Regions from separate parts of the Rattus norvegicus genome. Here region 2 is linked to region 1. Evidence: chromatin contacts called from public Hi-C data. All regions are on one chromosome and are shown on one strand. Each heading gives the region's core, a stretch centred on a gene start, on an enhancer-like site or on the middle of the called end of the contact. The rest is flanking DNA. Distances are from core to core; before and after follow the strand shown. Region 1 overlaps Macf1 (microtubule-actin crosslinking factor 1). Region 2 holds the start of Mycbp (Myc binding protein).

Evidence for each region. A called contact is a pair of places that touch in the nucleus more often than the background predicts.
Region 2: a Hi-C map of mammary epithelial cells shows a contact between it and region 1, with 2.2 times the contacts expected there. The contact joins the promoter of Mycbp here to the enhancer-like site in region 1. A contact is called at or near these places in 2 of 12 Hi-C or Micro-C datasets (frontal cortex and mammary epithelial cells).

Annotation. Positions count from the first base shown.
Region 1 is chr5:141,126,903-141,133,560 of GRCr8, reverse strand. The region is part of intron 2 of Macf1 (microtubule-actin crosslinking factor 1); the gene reads left to right. Among named protein-coding and RNA genes, the nearest start is that of Macf1, 100 kb to the left of the region's middle. Within about 2 kb of position 2,595, at least 14 of the 93 cell types and tissues checked have an H3K27ac peak or open chromatin away from gene starts, as enhancers often do.
Region 2 is chr5:141,417,816-141,424,473 of GRCr8, reverse strand. Mycbp (Myc binding protein) reads right to left here and starts at 3,747. Exons shown (of 5, transcript NM_001271324.1): 1 at 3,662-3,747; 2 at 3,443-3,515. The coding sequence starts at 3,676.

The DNA of each region.
Region 1 (6,658 bases), core at 1,346-3,845:
ACTGGTGAGGTAGAGACTGAAGTTCCTGAGACTCCTGCTCAACCTAGTCTGCTTGCAAGTCCTTGAGCGGTAAGCCAGAGAGCCTGTTTCCCATCAAGATTTTTCTCTGTCACACACATGCATCACACCACACAAAATAATACATGTAACATTTTTTTCTTTCAAAATCTGAGGATTTGTTTTTTTTTAAAACAATGCCAGGCATTGAACCCAAGACTGTGACTTGCACCTACTAGTTCTATCTAAAAGTAAATCTGTGACTCTTGGGCTGGAGAGATGTCACGTTGCATAAAAGCAGCGCTATTCTAGCTCAGGATAGCTGATTTGACTCCCAGTACTTATTTGCTGTACCTCCTCTCCAAGGGATCCAACATCTGTCCTCCGAGAGCTCCTGTACTCACATGCACACACCCAGTCACAGGCCCATACTGGTAATTAAAGGACAAAAACTCAAAAAGTATTTGTTCATTACTCTCCAGCTTATCACTTTTGTGGTGTTTTCATTTCTGTAGGCTGTGGTTTTTCTTTATTCCTACAGTCACTTTTCTAAAGTTTCCAGGAATGGACCAAAATTAGGAAGAAGCTGATTTTCTGTTTTCTCCTAGCACTCCATTCAGAAGCTTTATTCTAAAATACTTGTATATTCTTTTCTTTCCATTCTCTCTTCTCAATTAGATTTTCCTTTTGGAATGTCAGCTTTTGTTTCAGATGCTTGAAAATCCTCAATAATCTTCCAGGCCTAGCCTCACATGCAAAGATTTTTCTGACTTTTCCAACAGCCCACTGCTGTTGACTGAATTTCCTTCTTTAAGAAATCAAAAAAATGATTTATTCATTTTATTATATGTGTGTATGTATACCTGAGAATACCTGTGTGTATGTGCCATGTGTATTTGTGACAACAGAGGTCAGAAGAGGTCATTAGATACCCTGAAATTGAAGTTATAGGCAATTGTCAACCACTGTACTGAAGGTAGGAACCAAACTCTGGTCTTTTGCAAGAGCATTAAGTGCTCTTAACCCATGAGCCACCCTTTGAGCCCTTAACCAAGTTTCTAAAAGTTCCTTCCAAAGTTCTTGTAGTCTTGCCATTCTCAGGATAGCTCTCATACTGCTTTGAGTTAAAATAACATATACATGTTATTTCCCTCTGGATTGCCACTATAGGACTGTCTCTATAAGTGTCTTTTTTGTTACCAGTAATAGTTAACATAGTACCCAGGAAGTAAATATTTCATGGAACTGAAGAGCTTTTGAGCTAGAAAAGAATTTAAATATGTAAAGTGTTAACGTATCCTATTATCCAGTAACGGAAGCAGTGTGGTTGGATGTCATTAATAAGCTAGGTGTAGAACCAGAGCCATAAACTCACTCTTGAGTTCTCTATTTGCTAACTATATCCATCTGATCTGATGTATGTTTAATTAGATGTTCTGATTATTCCAAGATTAGCCGGAGAGTACTTTATGTTTAATTCTTACAGAAATTCTTTTGCATATTTTAGCTTTAGTACTTAGGTATACCTAAATTAGAATCCCTACCCTCACCCTATAACTGGGAGCTTGGTTATTTTGGGTTTTGTGTTTTAAAAAAAAAAAAGGCTGGATAATAGTATTATTGCAAGACACATGAGCACCTAAGACTCAAGAATTGTATCTGAGAGAAAAAGTGTGAGCATGTGTACTAAAAGGGCTAGATTTCAAGAAAACAAAAACCTGTGACATAACATATTTGAGATGATTAATTTTGTATATAATAATAAAGTGTAACTATTAAATCCTAGTTGAAAGCTTTTGCCTATTCATTAGAGACTACACTTATAGATGGTTGTGAGCCACCATGTGGGTGCTGGGAATTGAACTCAGGACCACTGAAAGAGCAGCTAGTCCTCTTAACCACTCAGCCATTTCTCCAGCCCCAGGAAGTGTTTTTGAAGTTAACTTGCAAAAGTTTCCCACCTGCCTGACAGCTCTTTGAGATTGTTGGAGTAAGCTCCATTATTTAATGTTTTAGGGAGTCAGAGCCCCAAATATATCAGTTGAAGAAAACTGAGCTTTAACTGTTGTCTAAATTGGAGCTGTTGAGTGTTAAGGTGCCATTTGCTCACTGATCAATAAAGGAAGATGCTGTTCTTTTTCTTAGCTTTCCTGTAGGCATTTGAGGGCGGCAGGTACACAAAGATTTTCCTTCCTCAGAGATGTCAGGACAGGGCCTTGCACTGTGATGGCAGACAGTGATAATGGGATTAGCTGGACAAAGCAGTTGCATGACCTAGAACCAGCCTCTAGGTTGGGTTGTTTTGCCTTGTGCCCATCGATTTTGGTTTTATGCAAATTAGAAGCTGTGGCCTCCGGTTTTCAGGGAAGGACTTGTTTTATTCATTGACATTTCACCTGTTTCTGCATTGCTACCAGCTGCCATTACAATGAATTCACAGCAGTTCTAAGAACTACAGTGTTTGAAAAGACTATTTACAGAACTGTCTCTGTCCTCAGGATTGGCTGTGTGTTTTCTTTAAAGCTTAAATTGCTGCCCAGTTTCCTTTTATGACTTGCTCAGTCCTGGGCAGGGGAGGAGGAACTGGGGGAAGCATTACTCACCAGGCATGCAGAGTATGCCCTGACTGCAGCAGGTCTTCTGAGCTCCACGGGAGTAGGGGGCGGGGTGGGGGGGGCGGTCAGGGGTCAGAGACAGTGCCTCTACATTCTGTCTGTTCTTCTCTCTGGGAGGACTCATCACAAAGACCAAACACTGGCTTCCAGTGAGGGCAGCTCATAGATTAGCCAGATTCTGGTGATGCTATTTATTTTCCATGAGAACACTGATCTGACTGGACCAGCATTGTTTCCTCCTATGTCATGGGTGTATATTTTGAGATAAGCTTGGGTTTGCATGATTGAGGTTCTATATCCATTTTACTAGAATAAATGCAACACAGGGTATCTTTGTCTTAGCTACACACTTTAGTCTTCTGTGTCTGTGTTTGTCCCAGGGTCACTGGGAGTTTCCGCTCCAGATGAGACTCACTAAGCCTACAGTAGACCAAGTTCCCCGTCCTTGCAGGTATCTTAGCGCAGGAATAACATGCATTTCATACACTCACATTGGAGCACAGCAAAAGCTGGGAACCTGTATCAAGAACTCTGCAGATTTAGTGAGTATTTGAAGAATATTTATTCCAGATGTTAGATGTTTCTATCTGTTTTGTTTAAGATAAATTTCTCCTTGGCTACTCAAGCTGGTCTCAAACTCCAGAACTCAAGTGAGCCTCCTACTTTTTTGCCTCCTACGTGCTGGGGTTACAGGTTTGTACTAACCATGCCCAGTCAGGTTCTTGGATCAAGAATGGAGCCAAAGCGGTGCTAAAATTACTTTTGTTTAATTTTAGTGTTTTTTTTTTTTGTTGTTGTTGTTTGTTTGTTTGTTTGATTCAGGAAGCTCTGGCTTCCCAGGTACTCACTAAGTAGCTGAGGCTGGCCTTGAACTCTTTATTCCCCTAATTTTACTTGGTAAATACTCACGTTAAAGGCACGTCACCACGCCTTGCCTTTAAAAGAAACTTTTTAAGAATTGAAGGAGCGCGGCACACACCTTTAATCCCAGCACTTCCTTCTTAAATTCCAGGCGGAGGCAGGTAGATCTCTGTGAGTTTGGGCCAGTCAGGTCTGCAGAGTTCCAGGACAGCCAAGGCTATTACTCAGAGAAAGAATGTCTCAAACAACAACAACAACACCCCAAACCCAATAAAAAGAAAAAGGAAACTGACCTTATAGTATCCAGGTACTTTACAACTGAAGCCATTTTTATGGCTTTGTTACTTTGTGTTTTCTTCTTTTTTTTTTGGTCTTTTTTTTTTCCCCCGGAGCTGGGGACCGAACCCAGTGCTCTACCACTGAGCTAAATCCCCAACCCCTGTGGTTTCTTCTTTTCTGACCCTTTATCCTCCCAGTGTCAACCCCTAACCCTAGATAGAGAAATGGGGATAGAGAGGAGAGAGGAACTAGGGAAATCTAATTTATTTACTTTTGTTTCTTCTTTGAGCACCGAAACCAACCCCCGCCCCTCTCCCACACCTAAACTACCACCAACCTCGCCTATTGGAACTCTACACTTTATATACCCTCTGAAAAGTTCCAGGAATTCCAAATATCATACAATTACAGAAACTATCTGCCACTAGCAAGAACATGCCTCTGCTAGAGCACAAAACAAATTATAGTCAGCTCCTGAAGTCAGTCCAAAGCAGCCCTATCCCTACACCTGGGATTAAAACGAAAGCACATTCTTGTATTTCTGTGTTTTGAAACCAAATTCCAAAATTGTCACTACACATTATTTAATATGGGTAGCTACTCTGAGAAGTCTCTCTCTCTCTCTCTCTCTCTCTCTCTCTCTCTCTCTCTCTCCTCTCTCTCCCTCTCTTTCCCTCTCTCTCTGTCTCTCTCTCTGTCTCTCTGCCTGCCTGTTTGTCTGTCTCTGCGTGTGTGTGTGTGTGTGTGTGTGTGTGTGTGTGTGTGTGTGTGTCCCTCTCTTTCCTCCCATTTCTTCTCTCTCTTACTATTATGAATACAAAGGACATAAATAGTAAGTGGCTTCATCCAGGGTCTCATAGTTGTGAAGTGTACTGATGGGGAGTGTCTATTGGTACATTTCATTTGGTTTTGATGGCAAAGGTTTTATTAATTACAAGCAGAATTCAGTGGTAGAATCTCAAAGACTAAAATAGTTCAAATGTAGTAGATTTGGTATTTTGGTGTTTTGAGAGATTCTCACTGTGTAGCCCTGAATGGCCTCTGTCTATTGGGATTAAAGGTGTATAACACCATGCCTGGTTTAGATCTGTATCAGTTTTCATTGGGAAATTTGTTGTTGTTTTTTTTTTTTTTTTTTTTAAGATTTATTTCATGTATGTGAATACACTGTCACTGTCTCCAGACACACCAGAGAGGACATCGGATCCCATTACAGATCGTTGTGAGCCACCATGTGGTTGCTGGGAATTAAAACCTCTGGAAGAGCAGTCAGTGCTCTTAGTTGCTGCTGACCCGTATCTCCAGTCCAGGAAATTCTTCCTGTTCATTTAGGGTTACTGCCACAGTCTAGAAAACTGTTAAGACCCCAAATTAGTTGTTGTGTGCAAAGCCTAGTTCTGAGCTGGGCCCTTTTTCTGAGACTTGAATATCTCTACCTTCTGCAGACACAAACCTGCCAGGTAATTTTATTGACTTCTTGTATTTATGGCATCTTGGAAAAACTAAAGTTCATCATCTGTTCTTTTTGTTTGTTTAGTTTTTAAAACAAGGATTCTCTATGTAGCTCTGGTTTTCTTAGAACTCATTCTGTAGATCAGAGATTTGCCTGCCTTTGCCTCCCAAAGTGCTGGGATTAAAGGCATGCACCACCATTGCCCACCTTTTTTTTCTCATGTAATTTTCTTCTTTCTTTGTCCTCTTCTTTTCTTTTCTTTTTTTTTTTTTTTTTTTTCCGGAGCTGGGGACCGAACCCAGGGCCTTGCGCTAGCAAGCACTCTATCACTGAGCTAAATCCCCAACCCCCTTTGTCCTCTTCTTAATCTCTTCCTCTTTCTCCTCCTCTTCCTCTTCCTCTTCTCCTTCTCCTCCTCCTTTTCTGTTTATCATCTGTTCTTACCCAGTGCATGCTGAAAAAGATGCAGACTTCCCCTTAATGGGCATTCAAGGGAATGAAAATTTTTTCTAGGAAAAAAATTGGCAATTTATAGCAAGATTTGAGATCTGTCTCCACTGGTGAAGCTTCTTTTCCTTGTATCTTCTTTTTTCTGTGTTTATGATGTGGACTACCAGAATTCTTCAGAAAAAAAAAATAGCTAGATTGTATTATTTTGCTGAGGGAAATGGTCAAAATTCCCCAGGGACATTACTTAAAATGGTCCTGTGGCTACTGATTAGATTCTTCTTTTTTCCCTATGAAGAAATGCTGTGGAAACATACTTTGATTTATTGAGATGGTAGCTTAGAGCTGTTAAATATGCAATTTATCTTGCCATTTTTCCTCACATTAGTCACTGAATGCTCGATGACTGTTAGTTCCTAAGAGCTCTTGTGTTTTCATGATAGTAATTAATATTGTGTTTCAATAATTTATAAAATGAATGCTAAAAATTAGTGTTTCCTCATCGATTTCTAATACTTGCGATGTAATTTTATTATTCCCATTGTAAGGTAGAGAAAACTTGATGTTGGGAGAGCAATGGCAGTCTCATGGAAGGAGGTTGACCTGTAACTAACTCAGTGTGTAGCTAAGCCCTTTGAGTTCTAGATCCCCTTCACAGCTTCCTGATTACATGCCACCTCACCCATTATGAAGCCAGAATTTGAATCTAGATTTGGTAACCAGATCATACTAAACTTAAAGCCTGGGTCAGAGAGACAGACAGATAGACAGAGAGATAGACAGACAGACAGAGACAGAGAGACAGACTGCTTTTCCAGAGCATCTCCCACTTCATTTCCTATTTTATTTCTCAGTTTATCCTTTATCTTTGCCTTAAAAAAAAATAAAAACTACATAGCCTTTGCCTTGTTTCTTTGTTTGTTTGGTTTTTGTTTGTTTTTGTGTTTTGAGACAGGGTTTCTCTGTGTTGCCTTGGCTGCCCTGGAACTCATAATGTAGACCAGGC
Region 2 (6,658 bases), core at 2,498-4,997, 290 kb before region 1:
ATTAACAATGTGCTAGCACTTCCTGTCAACACTGTCTCTCACCTACTGAACAAGGATTCAGTATGCAGGGGGCAAGGTCTCCACACTTGTGCTGAGGACAATTTGAAAAACTCTCCTAAGGCTGTGTATGCTTGAGTCAGTGTGTTGCTGAGACAGGTAACCCAAGCTGACCTACAATTCACTATTGTACTACCAGCTAGCCTCAAACTCATGGCAATCCTCCTGCCTCAGCACCCCCCCCCCCCCGTACAAGTGTTATAAAAATCTGACAAAAGTAAAATATGCAACTTCAATGTGCATAACTTGAGAGTCCAAATTAAGAAATCCTGTTGTAAACCAATGTACATGTGCTGGGTTTTCGAGTTTTAATGACAAAGTACAGACAATATGAAAAATGTCAAGTGAGCAAGCACTTTTACACCAAAATACACAGTTTTTTGAGAAATCCACATTTATATCGCAACTATCTGACCATCTCTTAGTATGTTACATTATCTCAAATCCCTACTACTACTTTTTTGCTTTAAAAAATACATTTAAAAGTGTTTCTTCATTTACTTCCACTGATCTGTACGGAGTCTTAGTCATTATTTACTTACTTTTAAAGATGGCATCTCTCTGTGCAGCCCTTGCTGTCCTGAAACTATGTAAACTAGGGTGGCCTTGAGCTCACAGAAACTGCCTGCCTCTCTGAGTGCTGCCTCCCAGGTGCTGAGATTAAACACTTGCACCACTAGGCCGGCAAGGATCTACAGGGTGTGACTATTAGTGCTCTTGCCTTTTCCTTCCGTCACTGCATCCTCACTTCCCTCCAGCTCCCAAATTCCTGCCTTGGTGTCTGCATGGCTGGAGCCACAAAGTGTTAAGTTTTGTGTTCTTTTCTGTGGAATAATTGTGCTTTTTATCTGAAGAGAATTCAACCAAATCATATTCGCTTTTGCTTTAGAAGCTAAATTTACTGTTATTACAATATTGGGGAGGAGGTAGAAATCAGAGGACACAGTTCAGAGACCTATACCCTCTGCGAATCAAACTCAGGTCCACTTGGCTTGGCAGCAAGCACCTTCACCTGCTGAGCCTTCTGGCTAGCCCTTAGCAGCCTAGGTACTTAGAGCCTTTTAAAGTTTGCTACCCTGCTCAGAATAACTAAAATGCTATTCCATCCATTCACCTTCTTCCTGGATGCTTTTGTCTAGAAGGTTATACAATTTGGGTTTTGGTTTTGGGTTTGTTTGTTTTTTGTTGTTGTTGTTTTTGCTTGTTTGTTTGTTTTTTGGCTGGTTGGTTAAGTTTGGTTTTTTGTTTTTAAGATGTAGTTTTACTCTTTATCCAAGGCTGGTCACAGACTCAAGCAGTCCTCCTATTTCAACTGGTCAAGTGCAATTAGAAATGAAACAAGATGTCGACAGTCTTCTGCATATGCCTCAAACCTTTGAGACAAGGTCTCCCAGCCTGGAGCTTCCATCCTTTTGGCTAGGCTGGGAACACACACACACACAGACCGCCTGGTTTAGTACATGAGTGCCGGTATCTCGACTTTAGTCCCTGTAGTTGTATATCAGGTAGTCTTAACCTCTAAGCCATCTCTCTAGCCTAGCTCTCGTTTACTGTTTTAGAGAGAGACAGGTCTTGATATGCGCTCCAGGCAAGCAGTGAATGCCGATCGGCCTTCCCTCACTAGAGCACTAAAAACATGTCACCATGCCTGGCTTCTTACATTGTTTTGATGTTAAAAACAACTTTAAATCCTCTCTGAAATGTTGCTGATAGGAAGATGTAAACGTGTATAAAGCATCTATGTTTGACCCTTTAAAATTGGTTTCCATTCTCTTAAACAGCCTGCATTCAGTTATCTCCAGTTGCTGTCCATCTGCCTTGTACTGCTCTCGCCTGTCCACTCACCGCATCCATTTCTTTCCCCCTGCCCTCCCCACACAGATTATTTGGGATCAAAAGTGTATCAGTCTTTATCTCCAGAGGTTGAAATGTCTACTCATGAATAATGAGACATTTTGGGGATGAGATCCAAGCGGAAACTTGAACTTCACTTACATTCCATTCGGACCTCATCCACATAAGATGAACATGGTCTTGAACAAGTACATACTCCTAGGCTCCTGAATTATGACTGACATAATTTATGTAGTCAAGTATGGGATTTTCCACATCAATGCTCAGTAAGTTACAGATTTGGGAGCAATCCAGATTTCAAATTTTATACTTATCTATACTTTAAATTCTGTTCACGGTCTGCCCTCTGCTACTCCATGTAAAATGTCACACCTTTATCCTGGCTATGGTTTAAATTATATGTCAACCACTAGCTGGCACTGTGTTACAGTGTGTGTCCCTAACAAGCTCCCAAAAGCAGGGACATGTCTGTGGCTGTGCCCTTGGTACCCAGAACACAGGCTGGAATAAAATCATCACATCAAAGAAACATGAGGGGTTTTTACCAGAATTCCAAGCCATCTGTGACACTTCCGATGCCACAAAGTACAGTGGTCTCACAGAGCAGTTCCTTATATGTTGCTCACATCGACTTGCAAAACTACATAAGGAAATTAGTAGTAATTCTAACTTGTCAGTTCATCCATGTAAAAGAATTAAAAGCCCTGCTTTCTTCTAAGTCCTTCCAAATTTTCCCCTAGCTTTTGTTTCACTAAAAAGCAGATACAAAATTATTTCCCAGACACCTCCTATTCTCAAAAGGACCAAGGGTTCAATCCCTGCCAGCCATTCCATTCTATTCCCTTGGAAACACCAAGCAATGTTGAGTTCTTACTCAACATGTAGCAGGTATTCAATATACTGTTAAGGACAGTTTAGCTGTATTCTCTTTCCGGGAATCCTTGGGTTCAATCACCATACCCTCTAACCTTACTCCCAGAAAGGAAGGGATGCACTTTAAAAGTAATCTTCCATTGTTTTAAAGTAAAGAGTATAGCCATTTTTATGTGCTCTGAAGCACTTTTCAAATTGTAATTCCACTTTAATTATGATATCTACACAAAGTAGGAATTACTACAGGCTGAAAGAGTTGAAAAGCCACAGCCCAAACTGTCTGTGATACTCTCCAGCTTCGGGGACTAGAGCCACTTAATAACCCACTTTCAAATCCAGTAATTTTCTTAGTTGCCTTTGTCCAAAGGAAAAATTTGTAAAATCCCGCACACTATACGGCGGGAGCAATTGGGACCTCAAGGTCTCTTGCTAACGTGTCCACTGCGACTGCTCGAGGGAAAGCAACGGAAGTTGGAGAGACTTTGCAACAGCTGCAAGAGTTTCAGTCCCGGGCAGAGAGCGACCACGGGGGTGAGGCAAAGTCCCGCGGCCGGTGTGCGCTCAACCCATGGGACCCCAAGGCCTCGCTAGTCCCCGGGCGGGCCCCACCTGGTCAAGAGCGCGCGGACCTTGGCTGCAGCCGCCCGCCTCCGCTCACCTTTCGTCAGCGTGTCCAGCACCCCCGACTTCTCCAAGTACCTCCGGAACTGCTCGCGCTTCGAGTCGGCGGCCTGAGGAGACACGGCGGGTCAGGGACCGGAGCCCGGGGCCGGAGCAGGAAGACGGCGCGCCCCGCCGCCGGCCCCAAGCCCTGCACGCGCCCCAACTCCCACCCGGCGCCGCCCGCACGCCCCGAGCCACGCCGCGCCCCCCTCACTTTGTAATGGGCCATAGTGACAGCCACAGCGGCGTAGCTGGCGCCGGAGACACTGGCTGGCGGGCTCCAAGCCTCACTGCTCCTGCGCGGAACGGCGCGCGCGTCTGCGCACTGGGCAGGCACGGGCCGGGACCGCCGGGGTGTGGCCTGTTTTCATGGCGACCGGGACGCTGTGTATCCTTGTCTCCTCGGAGCCCAGAGAGACTGCGTGCGCCTGCCCTACGCGGTTCCGGGCAGTCTCGCATCTTCCTGTTCCGGTCGCCGCGGAGATTCGGTTGCCTAGCAAGAGGCGAGGTTTCGGTAAAGCCGAACGAACGTCCTGTGAGGCCCAGTATGGGTGTGTCCGGGAGTTAGATGCTTTAAGCGTAGCATCTCTCCACGTGGTAGTAGTCGCGCACTCCTTGTCTTTTAGGTCTTTGGTGGGGAACCGGTGTTTCAGTGTTTCTTGGCTCTCAGAAAAATACCCAGCACAGGAGAGGTGAAAGCAAAACAGGAAAAAGTTCAAGGTCACCCTGAGCTATATAAAGAGTTTGAATCTCTCTTGGACTCCATGTTCAGGGTGCTCATGTAAGCCCAGTACGGTTTGCAGATAGCAGCTGGCTGGGAGAAAATTTATCTCTACAGTAATGTTGGATTAGGTGAAAGACCTCTGAAGTCGTGATTCTTTTCCCTGCCTTTGTGTCATTAGTTTTCTTTTTGTTTTTTTTTTTTTTTTTTACCCCGTTGGTAGTTAACATTAAGTTCTTTTCCATATATTATGCATGTATTTATGTTGAAAATAATTATAGGTAGTACTAAGTATGTATGTCTCTCTAGTTCCTCCTTCGTTCAAAAATGCTTATCCCACTTTACCCATCCAGAAGCCACCCTACATGCAGAAGATGAATTTAAAATGTGGCTATGCTGCTGGGTTTGTTTGTTTTGTTTTGTTTACTGAGAACATTTCTGGGTGCAGAAGAGGGCCCTTTGGTGAATTTGTTGTTGTGCCTGCTACTTGGCTAGATATTGTTTTGATGTCTTTGAATAGAAGTCATTCTATTCACCGAGCGCTGGTGGCTTACGAATTTAGTCTCAGTGCGAGGAAAGGAGAGGCGGCTGAATCTCTTGAGTTCGAAGCCAGCCTGGTCCAAGATGACCAAGGCTACACAGAGAGACCCTGTCTCCAAAACAAAACAAAGAATTCATTGTGTTCTTGTTTCAATGTAAGGCCCTATCCTCACCTTTTTGGGGCAGGGTATTCATGCCTCGGTGCGGTTGGAGATCCAAGACTCACAGGACTTGCTCTCCTTCTGACTCAGTAATTGAATTACGATTGTCAGGCTTGGCGACAAGTGCCTTTACCTACCATCTTACTGGCCCCTAGCTGCATAGTTTTTAGACTGTTTAAGAAAAGCGAAACGATGGCTCTATATTGCACAAATAACGAAAATACTGTCTTTTCTCTTGGTCTTAAGAAAAAAATCATATTCGGTCATGAGAAGCCACAGAACTTAAACTCATGTGGAAAAAAACTGTCCAGTCATGAACCCAGCTTCAACCACCAACTGAAGAGAAAGTACAAAGCACAGTTCCTCTCGATGGGTGCTGCCTGCCTCCCTTTGATCTTGTCAGTAATGCCCTTCCTCCCTGGTCCAGTCGCTGGTCTCAGGCATTGCAGACTCATCCAGTTTTCTTAGTTGGGCTTTTTGGGATTTTTACATTTGTTTGTCTGGGGGGGAGGGGTTGTTTTGAGGCAGGGTCTCACCATGTGTGACCTCCTAACTCAATCCCAGGAAACTAAGTAAGGCATTGTTACCTTTTCATAGTGCTACCTCCTAATACTGCCAGTTGTAACCGGCTTAATTATGGCAAAGCATGGCTCCCCTTGACCTGGAGAGAGGCTACTCCACACTCCTGTACATAAGGAGCTGGATATGAGGTAACCAACAAAAGCTGCAACCGCATCGTATTAACTGCAGCAAGAGTTAGCTCCCTCTAAGTACGTGGTGATTCTTTGATAGAACCTCATGCTTACTACATAAAGGTGAGGACAAAAATAGAGTTGAATTAATGACTAGCGGACCCTACCATAGCCTGAGACCACCGCCATCTTTAAAATCAACAACTAGTGACCTGGCCAGTAGACAAGCCAGGTCAACAGCTGACAAGGGAAGACAGAGCTTCACCCTCCCCCATCCCCTCTGAGTGAGCAACAAATGAAGAGTCAGTGAATGTGAATGGTCGGTCACCTCCTTGGTTGGGAACAGAGAAACATGTATAGAGCAGGTAAGCTCTCCCCTGACTGAAGGTGATGCTCAGAGAATTAACTCTCAATAAAATTCCCTTGGTGTTTGTCCAGATTCTGCCTTACATCCTGGAAAAAGCCCCTACAGTGTAGCCCTGGATTTTTTTCTCCTTTCTTAGGACCTCCTATCGTGGAGCCAATCTAACCTTTTCCATAGTCCTCTCTTGGGCCCTCTCTGGAGATCTGGCTCTTGTCCCAACCTCTGCTTTCTTTAGTAAACTAAAATCCTTCTTTTTTTAAACTTTTACTCTTTAATAAGCTCTTAAAAAAAAAACAAAACTCATCTTAGGTAGACCAATGAGCTGACTCAGTGGATAAGGGCACTTGACTTGAAAGCCTGATCCCTGGAACTGTCATAGAGAGGAGATCAAAGTACTGCAAAGTACCATCTGACCTCCACATGTTCTCCCAGCACTCTCTCTCTCTCTCTCTCTCTCTCTCTCTCTCTCTCGCACACACACACACACACACACACACACACACACGTGCACAATAAATGTAACAGAAATATTTTAAAATAAAAGTGATTAGAAAACCTTCACTACTAAGAATGGCAACATGCGCCTTTAATCCTAGCATCTAGCATTCAGGAGTCAGAGGCAGGCAGATCTCTGCGAGTGAAAGGCCAGCCTGAGTCACATGCTGAGATTCTGTCTCAAACAGAACAAACCCTTCGCCCTTTATCAGCCATGAATGCCAAGTTTGCAGACAAG